Linked DNA regions of Mus musculus: regions 2, 3, 4, 5, 6 and 7 are each linked to region 1. The links are chromatin contacts, called in public Hi-C, HiChIP or PLAC-seq and promoter capture Hi-C maps. All regions are on one chromosome and are shown on one strand. The core of a region is the stretch at or near the end of the contact, and the rest is flanking DNA. Distances in the headings are between cores, read along the strand shown.

Evidence for each region. Promoter capture Hi-C pulls out the DNA fragments that hold promoters and counts their contacts. A called contact is a pair of places that touch in the nucleus more often than the background predicts. HiChIP or PLAC-seq counts read pairs in DNA pulled down with a chosen protein or histone mark.
Region 2: a Hi-C map of B cells shows a contact between it and region 1, with 6 read pairs. The contact joins the promoter of Cyb5r1 here to the promoter of Mdm4 in region 1. A contact is called at or near these places in 1 of 39 promoter capture datasets (liver), 3 of 484 Hi-C or Micro-C datasets (B cells and the G1E-ER4 cell line) and 2 of 115 datasets of contacts at active chromatin or transcription factors (astrocytes and thymic regulatory T cells).
Region 3: a contact with region 1 is called in a promoter capture Hi-C map of pre-B cells, with 4 times the contacts expected there. The contact joins the promoter of Tmem183a here to the promoter of Mdm4 in region 1. A contact is called at or near these places in 2 of 39 promoter capture datasets (embryonic stem cells and pre-B cells).
Region 4: a contact with region 1 is called in a Hi-C map of B cells, with 8 read pairs. The contact joins the promoter of Btg2 here to the promoter of Mdm4 in region 1. A contact is called at or near these places in 3 of 484 Hi-C or Micro-C datasets (B cells, the G1E-ER4 cell line and regulatory T cells), 6 of 115 datasets of contacts at active chromatin or transcription factors (astrocytes, double positive thymocytes, embryonic forebrain and 3 more) and 2 of 9 other capture datasets (adipose tissue and liver).
Region 5: a promoter capture Hi-C map of erythroid cells shows a contact between it and region 1, with 9 times the contacts expected there. The contact joins the promoter of Srgap2 here to the promoter of Mdm4 in region 1. A contact is called at or near these places in 1 of 39 promoter capture datasets (erythroid cells) and 1 of 115 datasets of contacts at active chromatin or transcription factors (pancreatic cancer cells).
Region 6: an H3K4me3 HiChIP or PLAC-seq map of stem cell-derived neural progenitor cells shows a contact between it and region 1, with 6 times the contacts expected there. The contact joins the promoter of Ppfia4 here to the promoter of Mdm4 in region 1. A contact is called at or near these places in 1 of 39 promoter capture datasets (embryonic stem cells) and 1 of 115 datasets of contacts at active chromatin or transcription factors (stem cell-derived neural progenitor cells).
Region 7: a contact with region 1 is called in an H3K27ac HiChIP or PLAC-seq map of embryonic stem cells, with 6 times the contacts expected there. The contact joins the promoter of Mgat4e here to the promoter of Mdm4 in region 1. A contact is called at or near these places in 1 of 39 promoter capture datasets (liver) and 1 of 115 datasets of contacts at active chromatin or transcription factors (embryonic stem cells).

What each region holds. Positions count from the first base shown.
Region 1 is chr1:133,023,743-133,027,448 of GRCm38.p6, reverse strand. Mdm4 (transformed mouse 3T3 cell double minute 4) reads left to right here and starts at 2,033. Exons shown (of 11, transcript NM_001302801.1): 1 at 2,033-2,201. Gm41953 (a long non-coding RNA gene) reads right to left here and starts at 716. Exons shown (of 3, transcript XR_878532.1): 1 at 219-716. It also overlaps the pseudogene Gm29257.
Region 2 is chr1:134,404,157-134,407,888 of GRCm38.p6, reverse strand. Cyb5r1 (cytochrome b5 reductase 1) reads right to left here and starts at 2,108. Exons shown (of 9, transcript NM_028057.3): 1 at 1,836-2,108; 2 at 1,427-1,576; 3 at 1,218-1,290; 4 at 737-843; 5 at 186-315. The coding sequence starts at 1,850.
Region 3 is chr1:134,359,822-134,363,689 of GRCm38.p6, reverse strand. It overlaps Tmem183a (transmembrane protein 183A), which reads left to right and starts at 1,691. Exons shown (of 8, transcript NM_020588.2): 1 at 1,691-1,928; 2 at 2,067-2,156; 3 at 2,766-2,933. The coding sequence starts at 1,820.
Region 4 is chr1:134,077,601-134,081,206 of GRCm38.p6, reverse strand. It overlaps Btg2 (BTG anti-proliferation factor 2), which reads left to right and starts at 2,052. Exons shown (of 2, transcript NM_007570.2): 1 at 2,052-2,295; 2 at 3,504-3,606. The coding sequence starts at 2,154.
Region 5 is chr1:131,524,903-131,528,896 of GRCm38.p6, reverse strand. Srgap2 (SLIT-ROBO Rho GTPase activating protein 2) reads left to right here and starts at 1,536. Exons shown (of 23, transcript NM_001081011.2): 1 at 1,536-1,664; 2 at 3,304-3,959. The coding sequence starts at 3,893. It overlaps Fam72a (family with sequence similarity 72, member A), which reads right to left and starts at 994. Exons shown (of 4, transcript NM_175382.4): 1 at 45-994. The coding sequence starts at 196.
Region 6 is chr1:134,342,952-134,346,810 of GRCm38.p6, reverse strand. It overlaps Ppfia4 (protein tyrosine phosphatase, receptor type, f polypeptide (PTPRF), interacting protein (liprin), alpha 4), which reads left to right and starts at 2,095. Exons shown (of 29, transcript NM_001374777.1): 1 at 2,095-2,218. It overlaps Tmem183a (transmembrane protein 183A), which reads left to right. Exons shown (of 8, transcript NM_020588.2): 8 at 1-714.
Region 7 is chr1:134,548,425-134,552,409 of GRCm38.p6, reverse strand. It overlaps Mgat4e (MGAT4 family, member E), which reads left to right and starts at 2,728. Exons shown (of 3, transcript NM_001145300.2): 1 at 2,728-2,937.

The DNA of each region.
Region 1 (3,706 bases), core at 784-3,283:
TGGGTCATGCTTGTACTCCCAGAGTTTGGCAGGCAGAGGACTGACTCTAATTCCAGACAGCTTGCATTATATCATACATTACAGGCCATCAGGACTGCAAAATGTGACTGACCCTGTCTCCAAAACAGAAGAGAACCAAAGCAATGTAAGCAAACAAAAGTGGTTGCAAAAGGAGAGAGGGGAATAGTTGGCTGGTATTTGCCTATAAGTGCCCTTACCTCTCTTCTGAGGAAACTCTGCTGACTTTAAGCTCATTGTCCGCAACTTCAGAAAGAGAATCACCACCTCAGCTCCTTCAAGGAACTCTGGATCTTCCAGTGGGGAAAGGTTATAAACAGGAGCTGGGAGCAGAGGCAATAAGATTTTATGCCTAGCAGCAGACACGCAGAAGCAGGCAGATCTCTTGAGTTTCCAGGTCAGCCTAGTCTACATAGTGAGTTCCAGGATAGTCAGAGCTATATAGTAAGACCTTGTCTAGAACAGAACAAAACAAAACGGGTAATGTTTACATTGGAAATAATGAATTTGTATGATCCTCCAAAAAGCCCAACTAAATAATTCGCCCAACCAAAATATAGTAGGGAGCATACAATGTGTGTACGGGAGATCAGGTCCCATTTTCTTTGTATAAGAATGCATCTGTAGCCGGGTGTGGTGGCGCACGCCTTTTAATAATCCCAGCACTCCGGAGGCAGAGGCAGGCAGATTTCTGAGTTCAAGGCCAGCCTGGTCTACAAAGTGAGTTCCAAGACAGCCAGGGCTACACCCTGTCTCAAAAAACATCTCTTTCTGGGATCCACATCTTAACACAAATTCTTGTCCAGAAAATAACGACCAGGGAGTAAGCTGGCTCATTGACATGTCAAAAAAAAGAAAAGTAGTCAAAGGATCAGGAAGGGTTAGCTTGTAGGGAAATGAGAAGACTAGAGATGGGATATGGAAGTTGTCTTTTTTTTTTTTTTTTTTTTTAATAGAACAGCAGACACCTTTATTACACTACGCATGAGGCTCATTTGCCTTTCCGGGCTTTGATCTTCCGCAGATAGAACTCCAGCTCCTTGCCTTCGAGCACATAGCCGTCTGCTCTGCCACACTGGCCTGGTCGTGAGGCAATACAGGCGAGAAGCTTGCCCTGCTGGAGCTGCTCCTCCAGGAGGCTGCTGATTTTGGCATTCTTTTTCCTTTCCTCATATTTCTTTTGAATTTTCTTTGATCGTTTTTTGTTTAAAATCTCTTCCTCCTCAGGAGTCAGCTTGGCCCCCTTCTTGCGGCCCAGGGGCAGTGCATAGTGGGACTCGTACCACTGTCGGTACAGCGTGCTGTCAATAAGCACGATGCAGTTCTTCACTAGGGTCTTGGTGCGGACAAGCTCGTTGTTGGATGCATTGTAGACAACATCAATGATCCTTGTTTTGCGAGTACAACACTCAGCGCCCCAGGAAAAGTTCCCCACATCCAATCTCAGGGCACGGTACTTCTTATTGCCTCCTCGAATTTGGACTGTGTGTATGCGGCGAGGGCCAATCTTCGTGTTGGCAGCGGGCCGTCCCAGCTCATACTTTCGCTTCTTGTGGCAGGGTTTTCGCTTAACCCCCCCCCCCCCCCCCCCCGGTCTTGCGGCGCTTTTTTTCGATCGAGACAGGGTTTCTCTGTATAGCTCTGGCTGTCCTGGAACTCACTTTGTAGACCAGGCTGGCCTCGAACTCAGAAATCCGCCTGCCTCTGCCTCCCAAGTGCTGGGATCAAAAGCGTGCGCCACCACGACCAGCCTCTATTTTCTTTCAAAACCTCTTTATGCAAGCAAGGTATGCTGTGGCAAGCCTTAAATCTCAGCACTCGGGAGGCAGTCTGGTTTACATAGTGAATTCCAGGACAGCTAGAGCTACACAGAGAATCCCTGACTCAATAGTAAAATAAAATAGAAAACTATCTCTGTCTGACCTCGGAGGTCCGGAGGCTCTCTTCCCGGACTAGTGTGTACTCAATGGTAGATTCTTCAGCCTTTCTAGCTCTCTAGTCCTCCAGGGTCCGCTCTATGGTTCCCCCGGCCTCCCCGGAAGCTCTTGCGAACGCTGGGTTTGAGAGGCCGGAAGTGGTGCTGCCGTTGCTCGCAGTTTCAAAATGCAGTGCAGGCCTTAGGGTCTCCGGCTGCCACCCCTCCCCCAGCTAGGAGGGGGAGCGACTCATGGAGCGGCCGTAAGGTGTGGTGTTGGGGTCTGGCCCGCGGGGGGCCGGGGGAGCGGACAGAAGGTCCGGAGGCTTCGGAGCTAGGAACCGGGCGGGAGGAGCCTGGGGCGCGGAGGGCGGCGTGGGCCGCGGGGCCGTGGAAGGGGCTGTGGGGGAAGGGTGGCGCTTCGACCCCGGGGTGGAGGAAAATGGAGTGTGGTGAAACGGAGTCCACAGTTAACAGACTGAAAGCGAAGTGAAGGGGTTGATCTTTTATTTGCTCTTCCACTTTGCGGGGTGGGTGAGGCACTTTGAAGGAAAGGAGTCGTAGAGAGAGACCTGGAGAGTGTCATTGGCGTGACTTAAGATTTAAATAATTTCTAGGGCTGCAAATTGTCTGCTTTAGTGTGTGAAAGATACTTGTTTGCGGTCTTCATACGGACCTGGGGCATTTAAAAAATTAAAAAAATATTCTTCACGAATATGTTGTGTTATTATTATTGAGACAGAATCTCATTATTATTATTATTATTATTATTATTATTATTATGACAGAATCTCACTGTGGCCGGCCCTGGCTAACCCGGAGCTTGCTGTATAGACTAGGCTGACCTCAAATTCACAGTCATCTGCCCCTGCCTCCAAAACAGCCTGCTCCTCTACCTCACCGGGACCACGAATATGAACTTTAATTAGCACACCACCCAACGATGCTTGTACATCCCCAGATTTTGACACCACTCTTATTATGACACATCTGGATAAAACAATGCCTGTCTTGTCCTACTCAAGAAAGGTCTTTGTGGATTAGGAACCTCTACCTAATGACAGGCACGACATGTGTCAAAGATATTTGAAACGTTTAATAATGCTGTCAGTTGCTGCATATCCAAGTTTAGTCTCCTCCTTCATACATTTCTGCTAGGAAAAAAGTTTGTTTAGGTCCAAAGTATTACTTTCAGTATTCTTTTACTGTACTGGTCAAGACCACAAACAACTCCTGTTTCGTTTTTTTTAATTAGCTATTTTCTTTATTTACCTTTCCTAGTTTCCTCTCCGAAAATCCCCTATCCTCTCTCCCTCCCTCTGCTCACTAGTCCACCCACTCCCGCTTCCTGGCCCTGGCATTCCCCTATACTGGGGCAAAGAACCTTCACAGGACCAAGGCCCTACCTCCCGTTAATGACCGACTAGGGCATTCTCTGCTACATATACAGCTAGAGACACAAGTCCCACCATGTGTTTTCTTTGATTTGTGGTTTAGTCCCAGGGAGCTCTGGGGGTACTGGTTAGTTCATATTGTTGTTCCTCCTTTGGGACTGCAAACCCCTCCAGCTCCTTCAGTCCTTTCTCTAGCTCCTTCCTTGGGGACCCTGTGCTCTGTCCAATGGATGGCTGTGAGCATCCACTTCTGTATTTGCCAGGCACTGGCAGAGCCTCTCCGGAGACAGCTCTATCAGGTTCCTGTCAGCAAAATCTTGTTGGCATCTGCAATAGTGTCTGGGTTTGGTGGTTGTTTATGGGATGGATCTCCAGGTGG
Region 2 (3,732 bases), core at 859-3,358, 1.4 Mb before region 1:
AATCTGCCTTTCCATATAGCATGGTTGCTTCAGGAGACTTTGCCCAGGTACACCCATGCACACATGCAGATTCTGGGGGGAAATGGAACAAGGAGGTTGAAGATGGGACTGGGGCTGGGCCTGGGGGCCTTGGACTGTAGGGACAGGAGAAGTGAGACTGTAGGAAGGAAAGGACAGATACTCACCTTTCCCAGCATAACTGAGCAACCCGCTCGGCCCCCGGAACTCCACCATATCCCCAATCTTCAGGCTATCCAGGTATTGAGACATCTTCCCTCCTTCAGGAAATTTGGGGTGCACACCTTTCAGATAAACCTGATGAGGCAGAAAGAAAGAAAATGCCACATTTGAGATGTAATGAAAACCAAATCAGAGCGTATTACACCCATAATCTTTTCTCCCTTCCCTTAGACCCACAAAGGACTCATCATTTCCTGTTGTCAGAGGAATCCAGGAAGCTTCTAAAAATCCCAGAGTCTTTGGATTCCTTTTCTTTTGGCGTCTCTGCGTGTGTATGCACATGTATGCATACACATCTTTCTTGTTCTCGAAAGGCTAGCTTCCCCCCAAACTCTGAGTTTCTAATAATTCTCAGATACCCATTTCCCATTTTCCAGTAGAGACATGCTGAGATTTCAACTTTTACATGAGTCCAAACTGAGGCTTGGATGGCAAGTGCTTTACTCAACAACCCAGCCATCCCCCCAGCTCGGAGATTTCCTTTCTATATACTTACCTTGATGACAAGATCTACATAGCCTTGGTCTTCATCACTGGTGACAGGGGTGTAAGGCCTGATGACCAGACTGCCATCAATTCGGGCAGAGAGGTAGACGTGCTTACCTGGGAACCATGGAGAGAGACACATAAGCTGCAGTCCCACTGAGAGGACCCCTCCGCAGTATCTCCTGCCTCCTCCCACCTTTGAAACTCCCTACTGCCAGGGCCTTAGCAGCAGCAGGTAAGCAGAGGATTTGCATAATGGAAAATTAGTGTTTTCTGGGATAGGAGGCGGGTTATAATAAGTCCTAAGGAAAGAGAGAAGCCTGGAGGTTAGAGATGCGTAGGGGCACAGAAGCCACACCCTAAAAGAGTGGTCCCTCATGGGCTGAAGGATTGACAGAAGGGCAATGGTTTTTCTTAGCAGGAAAACCACCTAAGAAGTGACTCGCCCTCATACGATGCCAAGTAGAGAAGCCCACTCCCTTTTTTCTTACCCACAGGCAGCCCCAGAATGTGGTGGGCGGTGGGCAAGGCAAAGCGGAACCTCCTGGTGTTGTGGCTCACTGTCTAGAGGATAGATGACAAGATGTTTCATCAGGCAGGTCTGGCCTGCCAAGTCTTTTGGAGCAATCCAACCACTCTCGATGCTATCCCTCAAACTAAGTATCCACTCTCTGCCCTAGCCCACTTCTTCACAACTTACCGTCTTGTCTAGCAATCGCAGCAGGTACTTCTCATCCGGGTCCTGGAGAGTAACCTGCGGCCGGCGGGATCTTCGAACCAAGTAGGTACCCAGAGCCAGGCCGAGCAGAGTAAGCAGCCCCACCCCCAGAGAGGCTAGCAAGACCGGGCTCTGTGGATAGAGGAGGAAGCGTGATCGCCACGCTGAGGAAGTGCCAGGGTGTGGGTGGAGGACCAGGAGTAGCGATCCTGAGCTCCAGCGAGAAAGCATGCCAAAACCTCAGAAGCAAGCGGAGCAGTGAACTCAGCCCGCAGCTCGTGCAGCGAGACTCCAGCATCCAAGGTGGGTATGGCACAGCCCCGCGGGGCAGACTGCCCAGAACCAGCTGAGGCGGTGACCCCGGGCTCAGGGCACAGAACGAGGGTCTTACCGGCTGGATCCCCATGACCTAGAGGTGCGTCCCGCTCCGGTGGGGCGGAAAGATCCCACAATGCGCCGCGGGGCGGGCCCGGAGGCGGAGCTCTCCGGGGCGTGGTCTATGGAGGAGGGCCTGACTGAGGCAGGACTAGCGGGGACTATGCCCCCCCCTCTTCCGTGCGGAGTAGGTGGTCCAAGGGCGTGGGTATCTTGGCCGTCTCAGGCCCTCCTTTTGAGAGCTTTCTTCTCTCTGCAACTTAGACCTACCCCAAAGGATGACAGTTTTGTCTGACATGGAGCCAGGCTAATTAGCATGATGAGAAATCTCGCCGGTCTGAGAGTCTCACGGAGAGTGGAATGTTGAGCCACGCACAGGCTTAAAATAGAACAGGAAGCTTTCAGATGAAAGTTCTTGTTTTTTTTTTTTTTTTCTTCCCCAAACAGGCTACTTTGCCAGACAATTGAAATGCCTAGCTGTTGTGTCCGGCCAGCAGACCACAACCTGGGTTCTAGCCTGGAAAGGCATTTTGGAAACCTGGAAGAGAAGAGGGGCTAGGTGGCGAGAGAAAAGAATGTAGCCAAGACAGTTACTCTGATCAAGGCTCAAATTTTATTGTTGCGACACTAGTTATGAAGGAAGGGGGAGGGGACCCGATTCCCGCCGAATAATCTCGGGTCCAGTAGAAAGGTGCACGTGTGTGGCTCCTCAGGTTCCAGCAGTGGGCGTGGTAGAACGAATGAGCAGGAAGCTCCACCCCGAGCAAGCAGGTTTCAGGCTGGGGGAGGGGAGACTACATCTCCTCCCTTTTATTAACAAAATTAAAAAAAAAAGAAAAAGCTGGCCTGAGGGGGGAAAATTATCTATGCTCAATAGTTCTGCCTGGAATCTAGGGCTAAAAAAAAACTTGCTTCACTGGGATTCTATAACCTTTCTTATGGTAAACTGTATCTGGCTTAAGACTGTCCTTTCTTATCTTAGTGAACAACTAACTGAAAAGCCTGGAGCTGTAGGCTCTGACTTTATAATGCTAATTAGTACTTGGTAGGTAACTTTCTAGTTGAATTTTAAGTAGGGCGTTGGAACTTTGGCTAAGTTTGACTGAACAAATGTGAAATACACTATAATAACACTAAGTTGATATTTCTCCGCTTTTTTGGATGATAGGTGGGAAACAGGGAGAAGGAGTGACCGGCTCTTGTAGTACAAGGCCAATTGGCCTTTTTATTTGGGTGGGAGGCAGTGAAGGGCTTGCCCTTTCAATAGTACGTCTCCAATCTCTCTCCCCCCTATTAATTAAGTTAAATAAGGCAACGCTTAACTGAGGTGATCAAATGATTTTCTCATCCGTAGATGAGTGGGCTTTTAACCTTGGCTTGGGTGGACATGGACCCGATTCCTCCCGTGGGTAAAACCCACACATGTGGCTCTTGGTACCTTTTGGGGAGGCGAGGTAGAGCCGGAGAATATTTTTTATTTTTAACCAAAATTTGGTACCAACCTCTTTCAAACCGGGTTTATCTCACAGGAAACTCAGAAATGGTCAAGCCGGACCTTCCCTTGCAGTAAGTATCTCTGCACCAAGCGGTGCCCATACTGAATTTGTACAATCACAAACCAGTATGCACAGTTCTGAGTGCTGTGCAGCTCCTAAAGGAGAATTATCAACCTCAGAATTAGCAAAGCCTAAGCAAGAATTATGTCGTTAATAACACCACGATTTGTGGGTAAAATAGGAGCTGGAAGTCGTTCCTCCTCATCCCTGTTTTTTCCACAGCCTATTGAGCTAAGGACACCTTGCAGTAACAGCAAGGGTGAAAAGCCAGAGGTCAGCTAAGGGGCTAAGCCTGTCTATCAAAATAAAAACCAATCTTTATTAATATAGAAAAATCTACTCTTCTAGCCCTCTAGG
Region 3 (3,868 bases), core at 442-2,941, 1.3 Mb before region 1:
AATAACTTCTATTTAAATACAATGGTAAATTAGGTAACTTTTCTGTTTATCTTTTGAGAAAGAACCTGTAAAATTGGGTCTGATCATTAATGCAACCAATTGAAAGTTCGTTGCTCAAGTGTGTGTGTGTGTGTGTGTGTGTGTGTGTGTGTGTGTGTGCGCTGGCCAGTGAGCCCTAGGGAATAGCCTGTGCCCACATCCCCAGTGAGTCCCCATCGCCACCATTCTAACCCCACAACTCTTGACTTTTATGTGGAGGTTGAGAGATGATAAAGTCTTGCCAAGCATTTTTTTTTTTTTTTTTGGCAAGCACTTTCTAGAGTAAGCATTTCCTAGGCCTCCACTTGTTACTTTTTATTGAAATGAGGAATAAAAGACGTATGGGTTCTTTGTTCCTCTAAATTGGCTAAATACTCCAAGAAATCTTGTTTAAGATTTTTTTCAATCAAAATTTGAAAGAGAAATTTTTTTGGTGTAACTAGCATGTTTTTCATTCCAAAGGATTAAAATGAGAGAACATTTCAGCTAAAATCCTTATGTTTTTAAAGCAGTTAGTGGTTTATTAATAGGGCCTGAGTCTCTTGCATCTTTGATTCCCTTTGGACTCCTGGGTGTGAGTATTAAAGAGTGTCACATGAGCAGAGATCTACATGCATGAAAGCCTCATTAAATTTTTACTGGTAACGTGAGATGAGAAGGCTCTGTGCTGACCAGCTGTATTTTGAACTCAACTACAGACATTAATTATGTATACATGGAAAATTATTTAGAACAATTATAGGCTGTTAGACCTTTGCTTCCTGTTATAATTCTAGATAAATTAGAGCATGATTATAACCAATTATGTTGTTTCAGTTATCATTCCCAAGTGATCCAAGCCTTATTCTATGATCCCTGGTGGTAGACTGTTTCATAATTCTAGTAAGTTATGTGGTTTGCTCTTTATGAACTTCTGTGCACAGTACTAGGTAGAATAAAATGGAGACCCCTTTGAGGTGTCTTATAGGGCACTCTCTGAGTAGATCTAGCCAGTTGGGTTGCCTGGGTCAAAAGGACTGTTTCTTAAGCCAGGGACTGTTAACACTTTGGGAGCTGAAAGGGAATTAGAAGAAAAAAAGACACAACACGGGACTTCTCTTTTAATACAAAGGAATTATATGTTCTCATCTATCCTTCTAGAATTTGCTCGGATGATGGTGATGGGAAACCTTTTAAGAATCTCTTCTACTTTGAGAATTCAGACATTTACTCATTTTTCAGGCAGCATCTCTTGTAGCCCAGCTGGCTACGAACCGAGGATGACTCTCACCTTCTGATCCTTTCTCTGTGTTGGGATTACAGGAGTTAGCCACTGATCTGCAGAGAGAATTTCAAAGCCTTTGTAAGCAAAATTATAGCGACCGCTTTGATATTTACGTTCAGGTTACTTGACGTAAGTGGGAAAGAGAGAATGACGAAAACAAGATATATGCAATCTAGATGCTGAAGTGGACCACGATGTAAATTATTAGTTCTAAAGAACGCGGTCTGGAGGACCAAACGCCCCAGAGAAGACGGTGATGAAGACGGTGACAACGCACTCCCCGTCCTACAGCCCGCTCCGCTTTGGGAACCTGGCCTCCGCTGCGGCTGAGGGCGCCGGGTGATGACGTCACCGGGCCCCGGAGGCGATTGGCTCCCCGAGAGGGGCGTCGGCAATCAACGGGACCCAGAGCCCTCGCCGAAGTCCTCGCGATAGCCGCGGCCTCGGTGCGGGGATGGCCGCAGAGCCGGGTGGAGGTGCTCTGCGGCTCCGGGAGCCGGCTCTCGGGGCCGAGACATGGCCCGGGGCTCCGGCCAGCTAGGCGGGCCTCATCGGGACACCGTCACCATGCCCAAGAGAGGAAAGCGGCTCAAGTTCCGGGCCCACGACGCCTGCTCGGGCCGAGGTGGGCGAGGGGCGGGGCCGGGCTGGGCGGCCAAGGCGGGCTGGGCGGCCGGGGCGGGCGCGGCGGGACCCGGCGGGGAGCGGTGGCGGAGACTTTGCCTCGAGTCTGAGGAGGCCTTGGCGCTTTGCTCTGTTTCAGTGACCGTGGCGGACTATGCCAACTCGGATCCGGCGGTGGTGAGGTCTGGACGGGTCAAGAAAGCCGTGGCCAACGCTATTCAGCAGGAAGGTAGGCTTTCGTGGGTCTTTTTAGGCCCAAGCTTTTAAGAGACAGCATTGGGTGTTGTATTTACCTGGAATTGCGTCCCGGTGTTTTTTCTACTGACCTTTGGGTCATGAACGTGTTTGCTCTTCCCACTGTTTACTTTCTCGTTTCGTATCCTGGATGGGATGGGTGTGTGTAGCCAGGATCAGCAGGTTCCGGAGCCGAAATGGTTTTGTTTCCTCTTTGAGTTAAAACCAACTTTGTGACCAGCTGCGGTGGGCATTCCTTTAATCTCAGCATTGGGGAGGCAGAGACAGGTGGATCTCTGTGAGTTTAAGGCTAGCCTGGTTTACCTAGCAAGTGTGAGGTCCTGTCTCAGAAGAACCACCAAACCAAAACAAGAACAAAATCCCACACAACTTTTTGTACTCGTTAATTTCCACTGCCACTCCTTGATACCAGTCCCCCCCCCCTTTTTTTTTTTGGTAGTTTGTGCATATTTTACCATGCAGTTGACTTCCATTTCTTTGGCATATTGGGTTTTTTGTTTTTTTTTTTGTTATGTTTGTCTTGCTTTCAAGATTTTTGCAGATGGGACCAAGTGCGTTTCATTCTCTCCTTGTTTCCTCCTAGTAAAATCTCTTTGTGGCTTGGAAGCGTCCCAGGTTCCTGCCGAGGAGGCTCTTTCCGGGGTGGGTGAGCCATGTGACATCCTGGACAGCAGTGATGAGATGGATGCCCAGGAAGAAAGCACTCAGGAAAGATCAGTCTCCAGAAAAAAGAAGAGCAAGAGACATAAAGGTACGGGTTGCTTTCCTGAGCACTGAGCTCTGTCTGTGGTGATGGATGCTGTCGCTCTTCAATGTGAGGGGAGATCTACAAGGAACTAGTGATTGTCGGTGATAACCTTTTTTTTTTTTTTTTAAAGATTTATTTAGTCTGTGTGAGTACACCATTGCTGTCTTCAGACACACCAGAAGAGGTCATCAGATCCCATTACAGATGATTGTGAGCCACCATGTGGTTGCTGGGAATTGAACTCAGGACCTCTGGAAGAGCAATCAGTGCTCTTAATTGCTGAGCTTTCTCTCCAGCCCCATAACCTTCTTTTCCATGATACAAAAATTAACAGCAACATTAGTTACACTTTTTAAAATTCTGTTAGGGATGTATACATACATATTATATGTGTGTGCGTGTGTGTACACATTTTCCAGAAAATTTCCGACTTAACGTTTTAAGTTTTGTTTATTTACTTTTTTTTTTTTTTTTTGAGGAACTGAATATGAGTGTCTGCATGTATGTGTGTGCTTCACTTGTATGCCTGGCACCCTCAGGTCAGAAGGGGTCGTTAGATCTGTCACTGGAGCTGTGAGTTGGATGGTTGGATGGATGGTTGTGAACTCTGATTTGGGTTCTGAGACCCACCACACCCAGGTCTTTTGCAAGGGCAACAACTTCTAAACCATCTTGGCTTTTCAAGACAATATTCTCTTCTCTTCGCTTCTTTTCTTTCCTTCTCCTTTCTTTTCTTTCTTTCTTCTTTTTTTTTTTTTTTTTCCTTGAGATAGGGTTTCTTCATGTAACAGCCCTGGCTATCCTGGAACTGCTTTGTAGACCAGTCTGGTTTGTAGGTCTCAAATCCACGGAGATATGCCTGCCTTTGCCTCCCAGATGCTGGGTCTTAAGATATAACGTACTTTTTCTGGTCTAATTTCTTTCATATGGCTTAAAAG
Region 4 (3,606 bases), core at 803-3,302, 1.1 Mb before region 1:
TCACCTCACCCTTCCTGTCCCAGCCCTAGAGGAGGGGCAGTGAAGAAGCCATCCAGGGGTGTGTTTAATGCCAGATTGCTAGAGTCCCAGGGCATTTTGATTCACCCCGAGAAACAGAAGGAAGAACATTCAAAATGAGAGGTGTCCGGGAAATATGAGGCATACAACATAGTAGCCCACTCCCAAGTCCCTTGTAAACTGATGCTGGGCCAGGGGGAGAGGTCCTGCTTGTAAGGCTGAGGCAGGAGGATCCCCAGTTTGTGATGAGCTAAGTGACCACAGGGGTAACATCAGTTCAGCATTGGGAGGATGGCATGTGTTTTCAAGGTGAAGTTTCAGGGATCTGCAGGAGTATGCATTGGCGGCTAAGAGGTAGGAAGGTACTCCGAGTTAAAGACACAGCCATGGTGTGTGAGATAAGGGCCATGTTATAGACAAGTGAATAGTGGGGGAAATTCTGTGACCCAGATGGCAGAGCTGTCGTGATACTGTCTTCTGACAGTGACGAAAGGGACCCTATAGTACAAAGTGGTAGGAACCTACAAAGGTAGGTCGTTTGTAGAAAATGATGAAATGTCTTGCTGGTCAGGCAAATGAGTCCAGGCAACCTGGCAAGGGGGGGAGGGGTTGTCTCAGATGGTTTGAGCAAGGCAAGAGCAAGCAGATGGACACTTTAGAAAAAGACTCTTTCCGGGAAGGTGCTTTGGGCATGGGAGGGGAAGGAACCCACTGAGATTATTTAGGGATGAAGAAGCCAACAGTCTTGGGACCAGGTCTGAGGAAGCAAAAAGAGGGTCTGGGTGCTATAGGGACAGTGATCAGTAGCTTTGTCTGAAAGGGGGAACAGGGAGGGAGGTAGCTTTAGAGGGAGCACTAGACATTTAGAGGGAGGGATAGAGCATGTGGGAAAAGGGACAGAAGTATTGATGGGAAGTCCACTGAAGAAAAACAAGCAGCAAAACAGACAGTGGAGAGAAAAGGGAAGAGGGAAATGGGGTAGGGTGGATACAGAGGATCCAGGTAGGGAAGCTGGTGGCTCAGACCAGGGATACAGGGAGAGAAGCCTGGCTTAGAACTCAGGGAAAACAGGATTTTACACAAGCCATGGCGCTAAATTCAGGCCCCATCCTGTGCAGGGCTCAGAGATGTGGGTGACAAGTTGCCCCACTCAGTAGTCTGCCTAGCTTCCTGGCACCAGTCCCTGAGCCCCTGCGTGTAGACAAGCCAGACCTGAAGCCTTTCCTCTGGGGAGCTAGTGTTTACAAAAGCCTCAGTGCACAAAAAGGAAGGAAAACAATCAGGGAAGAGGGAGGGGCAGGGAACTGATGGAAAACTTTGTACAATTCACACCAGATTACTTAAACACACACACACACACACACACACACACACACACACACACACACACACACACACACACAGACACTGCCATTTAAAGGAAAGTGAGTGCTGGAAAAATAACCCTACGGACAGAAAATACTCTCCTCGACACTCCTCCCACCAAACAGTGAGAGCTGATTACTTTTAGGCAATTACAGAAGAGGAAGAGCAGAATTTGTTGGGGGAGGTGGAATTATTATGGAAGCAAAAAGAATACAATCCCCATTGCTGAAAACACGAGGAACCCGTTTTGATCAGCTGGGGGGATGAGTGGCAGAGATGTTCAGGTAGGGGGGTGAACGGCTCTGTCAGTGTCTGTCAGGAGACATGGGAGAAATAACATCGGCGAGGGCATCCTGGAGGAGGCAGCAGGCAACCTGGGTTTTGGCGCTGTGCAGAGACGACGTCCGGGCATGCCCGGTGTAGCGCGCTTCCTCTGCCCAGGTCCAAGGCCCTCTCCCGCCTGCCTCCCACAGCACGGGAGTCCGGTGCTTGTTCCCAATAATGACGTCAGTGAGCGATGACCTCAGCGCCTGGGAGGCGCGGGCGAGCTGGCGGGCGGGGCGGAGAGGGGCGGGCGCAGGCGGAGGGGAGAGGCGAGACACCGGAGGGGCACGCCCCCATCCGCCAGCGTCGGCCAATGGGCGCCACCGACGGCTCCCCGCCTCCCCGAGTGGTATGAAAGGCGCAGCCCGGGGAAAGTCCGGGCAGAGCCCGAGAGGTGGCCAGACCGTCATCATCGTTCTAATACAGCTACTTCCTCAGCCACCGGTATGAGCCACGGGAAGAGAACCGACATGCTCCCGGAGATCGCCGCCGCCGTGGGTTTCCTCTCCAGTCTCCTGAGGACTCGGGGCTGCGTGAGCGAGCAGAGACTCAAGGTTTTCAGTAGGGCGCTCCAGGACGCACTGACCGGTGAGCACACGTCGGGGTCTTGGAACCACTCGGGCGCGGCCACTTCTTGCCTGGGGTGTCTTTATCACTGTTCTGTGACGGGGACCCCTACGCGAACAACTCCGGGTCTCAGATGTCTTTCTCTAATTAATCTCTGAGGCCACTGATGGTCCTCTGTCCCTTCGGTTAAGTCCCCGTCTCCCAGCCCTCCAGTCCCCGCCTCGCTCCCGAGGCTCCGACCCTCTTCCTTGAGTACATTCTGAGACCCTGACAACACCATGAGAAAAGTCAGTGTGTGTGTGTATTCAGAGTCCGAGCTCACCCTTATCTCCGAATCTTGGAGAACAACAGACCCTCAGGGGATGTGAAGCCAGGCCAAGCTGTGCGACTTTTATGCGCAATTGAACTTTCTAGACAACTCTTGAGTCCTAGCCACTGTTGCTGTATAGTCCTGAGCCTGTCATCATACAGGCCCATTCTGCCGCGTGTTTACCCGCTGCAAGTTGTAATCTGGGCCCCCTTTGTATTTTTTCTTTTTTGGTCCCTCTTCACCATCTGCCACCTATTGTAGTACAGAAAAGAGCCTGGTAGCCTAGCCAACTGCGAGGGCGGGGAGGGGGTGTGTGTGTTATGGAGGCAGGGTGTGAGGGACGGAGGTGGAGGAGTGATAAGCCACCCTTTAGCCTCTGTCCGCAGCTGTTATAACTGGTTGGTTGCCTTGGGCTGCGATAGCCATCTCTCAACATGTTGGCACAGATCTGAGGACCAACAGCTGTTTCATCAAAACAAAACCATTTTTTATCCCCTTACCTTTGCTAAAGATCTCAAAACTCTTCTGATGCGGAAGGGATGAGAGGCCTTGTGACTTGTTGGGCAACCAACAACATTGGCCGCTTACCTACCGGCTTTGAAATTTCAGTGCCTTGGTCGTCAGAGGCCCTGCCGGTTCTTGCTAGCCCTTCCTGCCTTAAACAGGATTGTGCCAAAAATATCCATGACCACCATAGAGCATCTACCTGAAAGCTCTGGGGCTGCTTTCCAGTGTACAAAAACTTGGAAAGGACCCAGGAATCTTTCTAAGTGGCAGGGGGAGTTTAAGGAGAGGCTCTTAAATACTGTCGCTGAGAAGAGGAAGTCTCCTCCCCAGCCCTCTCCCCTCATCCTCCCCTTGTGGTAAACATCAGAGAATGCTTTCTAACGGCGCATCTTCCTCTTGTTTTTTTCCACAGATCATTACAAACACCACTGGTTTCCAGAAAAACCATCCAAAGGTTCTGGCTATCGCTGTATCCGTATCAACCACAAGATGGACCCCATCATCAGCAAGGTGGC
Region 5 (3,994 bases), core at 287-2,786, 1.5 Mb after region 1:
CATGCCATCCACTGTCCAGCTAAAGGGCCACCCGTCAGACTTACTTGGTAGGAGGGATGTCTGTAGAGAAAAGGTCTATGTCAGTATCAGCCAGCAAAACAGCCTTCATTCCCCTAGAGCTGAGAACTTGTTTACAGAATTTGCAACACAGGATGGATACGCATCGGTCTTTGAAAGTACAGTTGTTGGTAGACATAGCGTCCCACGTTGAAAGAGGTGCAGAATTTTGAAAGGGGAAACTTTGATTTCCTCAGGCTAACAATCAAGACGGAAGGCCTCTCGTTCTCTACGCTCTAAAACTGGGAAGAGAGTCCTATTTTCCTGGTGGAAAGGGAAACTTAGTATTTATTGAGTAGGAAGAGCAAATTTTACTTCCTTTTGACTTGGGGAGGGAAGGGAAATGGAGTTCAAGGTGGGGAGAGACAAGTGGAGTTGAAGGGAAACTTCCGCAACAGGTTTAACTTTCTCTGGTCTTCAAGAATCTTCTACTCTTCAGCTCCGACCCCGGCTCCGGAATTGGGCGATTTCCCAGTTCCCAGCGGGCTTCTTCCCTTTAAAGCCTCGCCTCTCTGACCACTCCCAGCGCGAGCTCCGCCCGCAGAGCGCTCCAATTCTTGCTCAGCTCCACGCGGCTTCTTCGTAGGATTCAACGCCCCTCAGCCCTTTCCACGCGGGCTCTGGCCCCGTCCCGCTCCCTCTTCTCGGAGCTCGCCCGTGGGCTTTCTCCCTTGCACCACGGCTCTCGGCGTCCTCTCCCGGCCGAGCTCTCGCACTTGCGGCCCGTAACCCGTAAGGTCTCTTCCACAGCGGTCGCTCCGAAGTGAGCAGCGGTGTAGCGAGGTGGAGGGGAGAAGCCTCGGAATAGGCTCAGTTCGCGCTGCAGTCAGTCAGCGAACACGCCGGGTTTTGCTCTTTCTTCCGCTTTCTCTGCTTTTTCTAACCCGCTGTCAGTTTGAATTGCCTGCGCCGAGCAGGGATTGGGAGGACTAGAATTTGCCCCAGACCCACATTGGAAGGCCAAGGGCCTTCTCCTGACGTGAGCTCAGAGGCCACGCCCCAGTAACGGTGCCGATATCAGATCGGCTCTCTGATTGGTTAATATTAGCTCAGCCCCTAAGATCATTGGCCAGCATCTGCTCGGCTTAAACCCTCCCCCCTGTGAACTTGGAAGACACACCCCGAGTTTCTTATTGGTGGATACACTAAGGTCCAGGCCGTTCTCTACTATTTATTGGCTGAACTTCCCTCCTCCCTTTCCCGGTCCGATTGGTCCCGTCTTCTCTTGAGAGTTTGTGTTTGGCTGTCGCTTCCATTTTATCCCGCCCATCAGCTTTACTTTAGGCTTCCACAGGCCGGGGAGGAGCTCACTCTAGGACTGCGCCTAGGCAGCTAGTGTTCGCCACACCTCTAAGTTTCGTCAGCCCCGCCTCTACTCCTGGCGTCTATGGATCAGTTGTTCCTATTGGCTATAGTCCCCGTCAGTCGCTATTAGGCGGGCGGTGATTGGCAAAGGGGTGGGTTCAGCTTCCCGGCGGGGTCTTGCGGAGTTGGCGGAGTCTCCTTAGGGAACTGGGGGGCCGAACTGCGTAGAAGAGGGTGGCGGGGAGGAGAACGCTAAGTGGGAAGCGGAACCTTGGGCCTGGGACCGGTCGCGGCAGAGCCAGGTAAAGGCTCCTTCTCCCCTTCCCTCCCCGTACGCCCGGCTGCTGCTGCTCTGACTGAACAAACCGGGACTGGGCGGGTGGACGCGTTGCGGATGCTGCTGCTTTCGGCGCCGCCTTAGCCGTGTCGCCGCCCGCGGTCCTCATACCGCCCTCCCCGGCCCTCCAAATCCCCCAGTGCAGCCCATAATACTTCTCGGGACTGTTCATCTCTCCGCCCATCCCTGCACTGCCGAGGACGGTCCTCACGCGGCGACACCGCCCTCCCGCAGCCCCTTTGCACACGGTTGGCCGGGTCCACCTAGGGGCCTCGCCGTAACGGTCCGCTGGTCTCGTCCCTGGTCTCCTAGCCTTGGCTGCCAGCCCAGGACCCGGAAAGATGGGGTGTTCCTCACGGCTTGCAGGGTGCTTTCTCCGTCCAGCCCTCCAGTCTGTCTCCCAGGGCTTCTCCACCCACTCTGATACCCAAACCTCATGCGGGTCCCGAAAGTTGCCAACATCCTACACTTCACGTTGCAGCGGTCCACCGCGGTTTCCCTCACTGCCTCGCCCCCAAAGCCGTCCTCTCGGCGCCCTCTCTGGTCGTCCAAGCTTGGGCGGCTCGAGCTGGCCCGGGCTCTCTCCTGCCTCAGGACCCCACCTCACGCCCGCCTCCTGCTTCCTGTCCTCCCGCACCGCGCGGCCTCTGCTCGCTCTTCCTGCGCGCGGCCCTTCCTCCAGCCGCCGGGAGTAGGCGACACTGCCTGGAGCCGCTTGTGCGCCGGCGGGGACAGGGCGGCCTAGGAGGCAGGGGCCCGCCGCAGCATTGGAGCTCTTCCCTCAGCCTCCTTGCCGCCGCCTCTCGCGCCTCCCGGAGCGACTCTCACTGATGCCTCCCACCCGACTGGGATTGGGTGCGGTATTTGTGATCCCTAGGCTTGGGGGACAAAAAAAATACTGGGGGGGGGGTGCCATTTAGAGTCACTCTCATACCTGGCTTGGGGAAGGCTACCGCCGCCTGCCGCCTCCCATCTCCGGGTTTTCCCGGTTTAGACCCTCGCCTCTAGCTCGTTTCCTGCTTCTGCCGACCACATTGTTTTCCTGGATGTCCCGTGCGGAGCGGGCCCTTCCTGCAGCGTCCCCCCTCCACCCCCCTCACCCCCCTCCCCGGTTTTGCTGCCAGGAGAAGCTAGTTACCAAAAACAAAACAACTGGGAGGAGGGGTGGCAGGGGAAGAAAAGTTGTGCCCATCTGGTTGTCCCCTCTGGTATGGATCCTGTAGATGTCTGGGAGGTGCCCCAGCCGGAGGTCAGGGGCCGCGTCGCGGGCTAGGCGGGAGGACCCCTCTTGGGCTAGCAGGGTTGGGAAAGCGCCGAGGTGCCGCAGTCCCCACCCGCAGCTCAGCTTTCCCGCCGCAGTCTCCGCCCGGAGCACGCGCTGCCGGCTGCTCCAAAGTGTTCTCTTTCTGCCTTAAAACCTGGAGGGAACATTTTTCCTCCCTACATTGATCGCCACGCCGGGTCTTCGGGCGGAGCGGGCGTTGTTAGGCCAAGATGAATGGGCCAAAGCTGGACTTGGAGTGTCATCCCCGACCCCACCCCTGTTGCGATTAGGATCTTCCCTCCGACTGATCGCCCCCTCCCCCCTTTTCTTGCATTTACAGGCTAGTGAACCGGAGCAAAGACTTCCGACCCACTCTGCGCTGCAGCGGCACCCTTTTGGGATTTGATTTGCAGAATCTTTGAGCTGGTAACACACACACACACACACACACACACACACACACACACAATCCCGCGAAGAACGCCTAGCCCTCCTCTGGCACCCCAAGACAAACCCACTCCCTCCTAGGGACACAGCTGGGCGCGTCCACACCCCCGCATCCCCTACACCATGTTGTGCGGAAGGACTTCCACTCCCAGCCTGTGTCGTTGATGTCAGACCCCAGGCCAGCCTCCGGGCGCTGCAGTTCTCCTGGTTAATGCTGCGGTTGTGGTTAGGGCTTTAGTACTTAAGCCAGCCGCCGCCGCCCCCCACTTCCCCACCCCCGGCCTCAGCGCCCACAGTCTGCATGTGTGTGCAGTAGCCGGCTGCCCATCCCGCCGCTCGTGTTCTCCTGGAGCTCTGGATACCACCGCGGGGCATTTCTCTGCCTGTGGGAGAAGTGGCCTTGGAGGCATTGATATCAGTGGTTGGATTTTTCCCGTGGATCTATCAATTCACAATTCGGATTTGGAAGAAAGAAGGAAAACATGACGTCTCCAGCCAAATTCAAAAAGGATAAGGAGATCATCGCAGAGTACGATACTCAGGTCAAAGGTAAGGATTTTGAAAATTAGCATAAAGCATATGTT
Region 6 (3,859 bases), core at 846-3,345, 1.3 Mb before region 1:
GGTGGGGTTTTGTTTATTTCTTTTGCTAAGAAGAAAGTCTTACTGCTTCCTTTCCCACCTGGATGTGGCAGGAGATGCTCATTAAGACAATGCTCTCCTACTCAAGACCTGGAGTTCATCCTGTAGCGCTGCAGTCCAGCCTCCCTGCCCCACAAAAATAGTCCTTTGGAGACAGGGTCTTGCTGTGTAGCCCAGGCTGGCCTTGCACTTAATCCTCTTACTTTAGCTGCCTGGAGTTGTTGGGTGAGTCACCAGACAGGACAAAGACAGAAAATGTTCTTTAAACATAAAAATATTGTGGGGTGGATACTTTTGTGAGCTAAATTGCTAAATGAGTATGTTGGTTTTTATCTTTCCCCACCCCATGCTATTTAAAGACCATTCTTAAGCATCTGTTTAATGCTGCTGCTGACAGCAGCCGTACCCACACTGAGGGGCATGCTGTCACTGGTTGAACAGATAGTGAGCCTGGGTCAATAAAAAGAACCACCAGAATTTGGGTACTTAATTAACAAAGCAAACAAAAACCCTAGGACAGTAAGCCTCCACAGATCTCTGCAGTCAGAAGCTGCCTAGAGGCAGAAGAAAAGAAGCACAGAGTCTGGAGTTCCCTGAACAAAAGATGCCATGGAGCAGGGGAAGTTGTCCTTGTGGATTGTGTGTCTCCCATTTAGGTTTACCCTGAGTGGGTGAAATAAATGTGGCTTAATTGTTTTCTGGCTCAACTTGTGAGTTTTTATGTCAAACTCCATGGTATGATGATAGATGCTATAGCCTCCCTTTGAAGTTCCTGCTGCCTCTGCTGTGGTCTTAGCACATTGCCAACACTTGGTAAAATGGTTCTTCATGGTTACCATGGCTGCAGTCTCCTCAGCATTGGCTGAGTTGCCTTTTCTGGCATTATTCATGTTTTGTTAATGGAAGGGTGTGAAGAGTCAAGGATTGCCTTTTTGTAAAAACTAGTCCACCTAGAGAACGACTGAAACTTGGTAGGCTCTGGGTTTAAAAACTGACTAATGTTTTTCACTTCTTGATGTATATATTCTTGTTCAGAGTGTCAGACAAATAACAGATTCAGCTCCTCTCAACCCCTATCAGAATTAATTTCCTTGCCATTTTCTAAAGATGAAAGGAAAATTGGATATATTGGGAGAGAGGGAATGAAAGGCTATGTTAACTGACCTCAGCTTCAGCCTTTATAGGACACTGTTGCAAGATGTGTATATATCTGTAACTGCCTATGTGCACATTGTATATAGAACAGTTCACTGCTGCTGGGTGGTGGCAGCACAGGCAGCCTGCAGAAGCAGGTGAATCTAGGAGATGGAGGCCAGCCTGGTCTACATAGTTCCGGAACAGCCAGGGCTGCACAGAAAAACCCTGTCTTAAAAACCTAAAAAGGGAGAAAAAAAAAAAAAAAAAAAAAAAACCAAACCCAAAACAGTTCTTCACACTCATAACAGTGCTTATGGGGTATCTGTGAAGGATTTGAGTAGGCACTGAAATGAAATTTCACAAACCAGATGGAAAAGATACATTAATAGCCACGGGGGCAGGGAAAGGGAACAATTCAGGAAAATCGGTTTAGCTAAAATTTGTCAGAATTTTGGCATTTGAGCATGTTTTCATAGGATGTATGTATCAGACAAACACTTCATTTTGTAGTAACAGCGTTAGGGCAGTCACATGCCCAAAAGCAAGTCACAATTCACTGAGGCACATACTACAATACAAGAGTATCTGGGTTTCCAGTTTCTCCACTTAAAAATATGTGAGCGAGAACAGGTGTGAAGGGCGACAGACGACTGGCCATTTAGGGAACAGACTAGACTTAGGAAGGTGAGTTCAACAGAGGAAAAGAGGGATGTGCTCTGCATTCCAAGTTTTAGGGCCAGAACATCTACCAGATTAAATGCTTGCCCTGCCCTCTCAGGCTCGACCAAGATGGCGCACAGCATCAAAGCAGCGCCCTTGTCACGTGCGAACCAGGGCTGGGGAGCGCCCGGGCGTGGGGGCGTGGCCTCGGGGGATATGGCCAGGCCCCGCCCTTAGGGGTGGGGCCAGGGTATCCGCGGAGGAAGGGGGCGGGTCCTTGAGGCCACGGTACTGGGCGGTGGAGGCTGCAGCTACCTTTGCAGGCTTGCCTCTAGGACGCCTCGCGCTGCCGAGGTCGGGGGCGGCGCCCTGCTACCGCTGGGCCTTCGGCGATTCCACGCAGGTGAGCACCCACAGCCACTCCGCGGGGAAGGATACCCCTTTTCCCAGCTCCAGCTCCCCTGAACAGTTTGAGGAGGAGTCTCTGTTAGTGCGCCTTGGGAAACAGCCTCTTCTGGTCTGGATGTATCTCTGCGGGGCGCGGAATTCGTTGCCCCTCGCCTTTGCTGTGCCCTGTGCCCTTGGGGATGAGGATGGGGGTCGATGCCCGTTTTGCAGGGAGGGCGTGGAGTTCGCCCTCAGCTCCATCCTCTCTCTGGGAGGGGGCAGCCGGGTGGACTGCGCCCCCTCATCCTCTCCAGGAGAGTCAGAGCAAAAGCGCCTCTGGGCTTGGGGGCCAACTCTGCTTCTTTGGGCGAGCGCTGGTGAGAGGCTGAAGTCTTCGATCTTCCCGGGGGTCTTCCTCCTTCCCGCATGCCTCTTTTCGCCCTTGGTTACTATCGCCAGCTCTGCATTCCTTCAACTGTCAGGCTGTACCAGAGATGCCCCCATCTCCGCAGTGCTGGGGCGGTGGGGTGGAAGGAATGGCCAGCCGAGGGCCTGGTTGGGGGTGGGGATGAGGGTGGGCGCAACAGGAAAAGAGGTTCGTAATAGAGATTACTGAACTGGGGTGGGGGTGGGAATGATAGGGTTGATTAGTGAACACAGTAGGGGTATTTCCCAGCACGGGTGTTGAGGGTTTTATGATTGGTAGGAAGGGAGGTTGGCCTGGAGGACTTGGAAATATGTTGTAGGTGGTTTCTCTGAGAAGGAGGAGGGATCTAGCACTAAGTGCCACTAGGTGCTGATGTCACCTTTGAGGAGAGATGTGTTGGAGAGGAGGAGAGTTGAGGCAGCTCCTCAGTACTTGTTCGTGGAGAGCAAGTGGTTAAGGGGGCTGTGCTTAGCCTGATGAGTCCCTCCTGGTGTGAGCTTAAGAAGGCTGTTCCAGGAGCCAGGTTTCAGGGACTCCCTGCAGTCCTTTCCAGACTTGTTGGAATTGGCTCTTAGTACTTTATTCAATATTGAGTAAACATTTATTGGGCACCTACTACATGCCAGACACCATACTAGAGAGATAGATACTTGCCTATCCAAAAGCTGTTAAAGGCCATGGAGCAGGTAGATGGTACCCGAAATAGGCACACATTCCCCTATATACATTTTAGTTATCCTGTTAGTGGAATGGCAGAAACAAAACAAAACAAAAAAGCCAACCGGATCTTAACCCACAGAATCCACACCTCTGTTAACTGGCCAGATAGTCTTTAGTAAAAATGACAGCTTGAATGGTTTATATTGGCTATTTTCTTAGATTTGGGGCTAAGATTTGAGGAGGCTTCTCAAGATAAATGATGTCCCAAAGTAATGAGACGAGGGATAGCACATTGGGTTGGGGGGCTTTGGGGGCCCTAGACACTGTGCAGTGAAGACACCCTCTCCAGAAATGAGTGGCTGCAGGAGCGTGGTGTGAGGGGAGTTTTCATCGGATGCTTTGGGCCTGTGCCGTTGGGCATGTCATGTTGAGCATGTATATGATGTCAGTATATGAGCTCTGTCCCAGCAGCTGGCCTGTGAAGGAAGGATTGGAGGAACGGAGTAGGGCCGGCAGTCAGGCTCGTGGGTCCTCTCTGAGTGATGACTGAAACCTTAGAATTGGAAAGAG
Region 7 (3,985 bases), core at 1,479-3,978, 1.5 Mb before region 1:
TCAGAAGTTCAAACCTGCTTTATTTCTTTAGTTACTTATTTAAGGCAGGCTGGCCTTGAACTCTCAGAGATCCACCGCCCCGGTCTCCCCAGTGCTGGGGTTGATGGTGGGCACCACTAGTTTATGTATATGAGTGTTTTGTCTGCATGGACGCGTGTGCCTGGTGCCCATAGAGAGCACTGGAGCCCTGGATCTGCAGCTGTGGGTTATGGGTTGCCAATACAAGTAAGGAGTCTAAAGCCAGCCTGAGTTACAGAATAAAATCATATCCATCATGAACTACATGAGATCCTGTCTTAAACAACAAAAGAACCCATAGGCACTCGAGGGTAGTCATCTGTCATCTTCCCTTGATAGGGGAGGAGCTGGGCTTCAGAAAGACTGAGTCATTTGACCAAGATCACATGAAAAAGTTAAGCAGAAGCAGATTCTAGCCTAGTTTGTCTGGGCCTATAATCTGCTGTTTGTTTGGTTTTTTTTTTTTAATTTTTATTTGTTTTTATTTTAATTTTTGCATTCTCAAGACAGGGTTTCTCTACACAGCCCCTGGCTATCCTGAACTCCCCTGCGTGCTTTAACCATGGTTTGCCCATAGCCCTTCTCTGGCTCCTGGCATTGTCATCGTGTTTTTTTGATGAATAGATTACTGTCAACTATTAGGAGTCTCTCATAGCCCATGAGCTAATATAAAAGACTTGTTGAGCATGGTTCTCCCGGCCAGGTACTCTCTGCAAAATGCTATAGATATAGTACCAAATGTCTGCCCTTCTGTAGCTTATAATTCTAGGCTAGTGAATGGTGACAGACAATAATCATACCAACAGATGCTCAGGAAAACTTAACAGACCACCCAATAGGTAGGGAAGGTCCGAAGTGGTCCTGAGTGGCGCTGGGCTCCATTAGTCAGTGACTGATGCCGGGCAGCAAAGAGAACATCCGAGCTCCCGGCTCAGTGGCAGGGAAGGAGCAGCAATGGGGTAAACCTACACAGGAGCATTCTAAAAGAACCACATGTTCCAGAGTCCTATATGCCTTACAGGCCATCCTCCAAGAAAAAAGAAACCTCACAGGCAGGCCATAGCCAGGAACCAGGACTTTCTTTTTTTTTGTTGTTTGTTTTTTGTTTTTTCGAGACAGGGTTTCTCTGTATAGCCCTGGCTGTCCTGGAACTCACTCTGTAGACCAGGCTGGCCTCAAACTCAGAAATCCTCCTGCCTCTGCCTCCCAAGTGCTGGAACTAAAGGCGTGCGCCACCACACCCGGCAGGACCTTCTTTTATTTGCAGTGAGAGGCCCTCGTAGAATGGCAAGAAGAGGAGGGAATCTCACTTGATTTAGGATTTTCTTTTCCTATCTATCTATCTGTCTGTCTATCTATCGTCTATCTACCTACCTATTATGGTGTTTTTCAGTGTAGCCCTGACTGTCCTAGAACTCTGTAAATCAGGCTGGCCTTGAATTCAGAGATCTGCCTCTGCCTCCCCAGTGCTGTATTATTAAAGGCCTGCTTGTTTTCCTGTTTTTGACAGGTCTTTTTAATGAAGTCTATGTTGGCGTCTAATTCAGGATCTTCCTACCTTAGACTCCCAAGTGCTAGGATTACAGGCATATGCTAACACACTAGATTTTATCTATAATTTTAATTTTTTAAAGTATCTTATGTATATTTTCTGCCTACATGTTTGTTTGTAATGTATGTATGTATGTATGTATGTACCACATGCATGTGTAATGCATGTAAAAGTCAGAGGAAAGCATCAGATTCCCTGGAGCTAGAGTTGCAGGCTGGTTTGAGCCTCCATGTGGGTTCTATGACTCAAACCTGGGCTCTCTGCAGGACCAGCAAGTATTCTTAACCATTGAGCCATCTCTCCCAGACTTTGATTTATAATTTTTGCTTTGGAGGTAGTTGCTTTGTTTGTTTGGGGTTCTTCTTTGTTTGCATTTTGTTTTGTTTTGAGATAAGGACTCACTACATCCAGCGACACACGCGCGTGCGTGCGCGCGCACACACACACACACACACACACACACACACACACAAGGCTGGGATTAGCCAGAGAGAATGAGAAGGAAAATAAGAAAGCTTTAGGACCATGTGCACTGATGCATCAGGAAAAGGATAAGCCGGGGAAGGTGGGTGTCAGAAAGGAAGCAGTTCCAGGCGGAATCAAAACTGTAGATCTGCTGAGAAAGAACGCAAAGTGGGCTAAAGTCCACGCTCCCAAGGACCTGCTGTGTAGAATTTCAGAGAAGTAGGACAGAACTTGAAACATGAGTTCAAGAGAGGTATTATCCTTTTTGACTTTCCTTCCTCAGAAAGATAACAGACCTGCTTTTTCCATGATGGCAAAGGCCCAGTAGAGAGGGAGAAGAGATCGTGCAAAAGAAAGAGGATGAAAGCAAGGCTGACAAACTCAGAAGGTGAGAGGAAGTAGAAGTAGGAGGGCAGGAAGGAACCCTGAGGGACTGGAAGAGACTGGGCGGAGTCGCCGGAATGGATGTGTGATGGGGCAGGCGTGGCGGTTCTCTGTGCACTGTTCCTGTTTCCCTGCAAGGTGGTCTCTGCATCTCTTTCTCCGTTCAAAGAGAGCCACTGCTGCTTTTTTAGGGCAAATAATAATTTGTAGGTAGGGATTATGAAGTACACACTCATCACATGTATCCAGTACCTATGCCCCTCTGATGCTATGAGTCAGGGGTGGGGGTAGGGGTGGGGGACTGGGACAGAATAGTAACATCACAGAGGGAGCTGAGCTCAGGGGAGTAAGCAGCAGAGACCTCAGGCTCTGTCCCTAATTCCTAGAGTGACCTGCTCCCTTTCCAGCTCCTCTTGCCCTTTGTTCTGCCTTCTACAGAACAGCGTTGACCTTCGAGGGTTAAGAAAAGAATTCTCTGCTGCCCAACACTGTCACAGGCAGGACAGAAGTGAACTGAGGTATGTCTATTGTGCTGAGGGCTTTTAACTGTAGTTATATAGCCCTTTTCCATTAAGCATACTTGTCCATGTGTTTATGGTTTGGAGAAGTCTGTTCATCTGGGTGTTTTTTACAGAATTTCATAAGTGATTCACTCACATGACAAAAAGCCTTAAGGAAAACAGGGAAGAAAGTTTAATCTTATTATGAATAAGGTTTTTTTGTAACTATTATCAAAAAATTAGGGGAGAGCCGGGCGTGGTGGTGCACGCCTTTAATCCCAGCACTTGGGAGGCAGAGACAGGCGGATTTCTGAGTCTACAGAGTGAGTTCCAGGAAAGCCAGGGCTACACAGAGAAACCCTGTCTCGAGAAAAAAAAAAAAAAAAGATCATGAGTTCAGTTTCCAGTACCCATGGCAGGCAGCTCACAACCTAGTTCTAGGGGACCCAACACCCTCTTCTGGCCCCCACAGGCACTGTGTTAACGTGTACACAGACACAAGCACATAATTTAAAAAAAAAGAAAAGAAAAGAAAGAAAAGGAAGGAAGGAAGGAAGGAAGGAAGGAAGGAAGGAAGGAAGGAAGGAAGGAAGGAAGGAAGAAATTAGACTGGAAAAATGCTCAGCCATTAAAGGCTTGGCTCACAATCAAAAAAAGAAGAAAAGAAAAAGAGAAGGAAGGAAGAAAAAGAAATTTAGGCCTGGTGTGGTGGCATATGCCCTTTAATCTTCCCACTTTGGAGGTAGAAGCAAGCAGTTTCAGGACAGCCAGAGCTATCCTGATGAGAGACCCTGCCTCTAAAAAAACAAAGGGTAATAATATTAATTAACAAGTTTATTAATTTAAAAATATTAAAGCCAACTAAGATGGGAAACATTCCTGAGAATGAAGGAGATTGGAGAATACTGTGGCCACTGGAGCGCAGAAACCACGTGACTACAATTTCTTTTTTGTGTCCTGAGTATGCAGGCCAAGAATGGAATTCGTTGACAAAGCCCATGGGAGCCTTGCTTCTCAAGGCTGAGGAGCAATCAGAAAAGATACTCAAGAATAGGACTGGATGCAG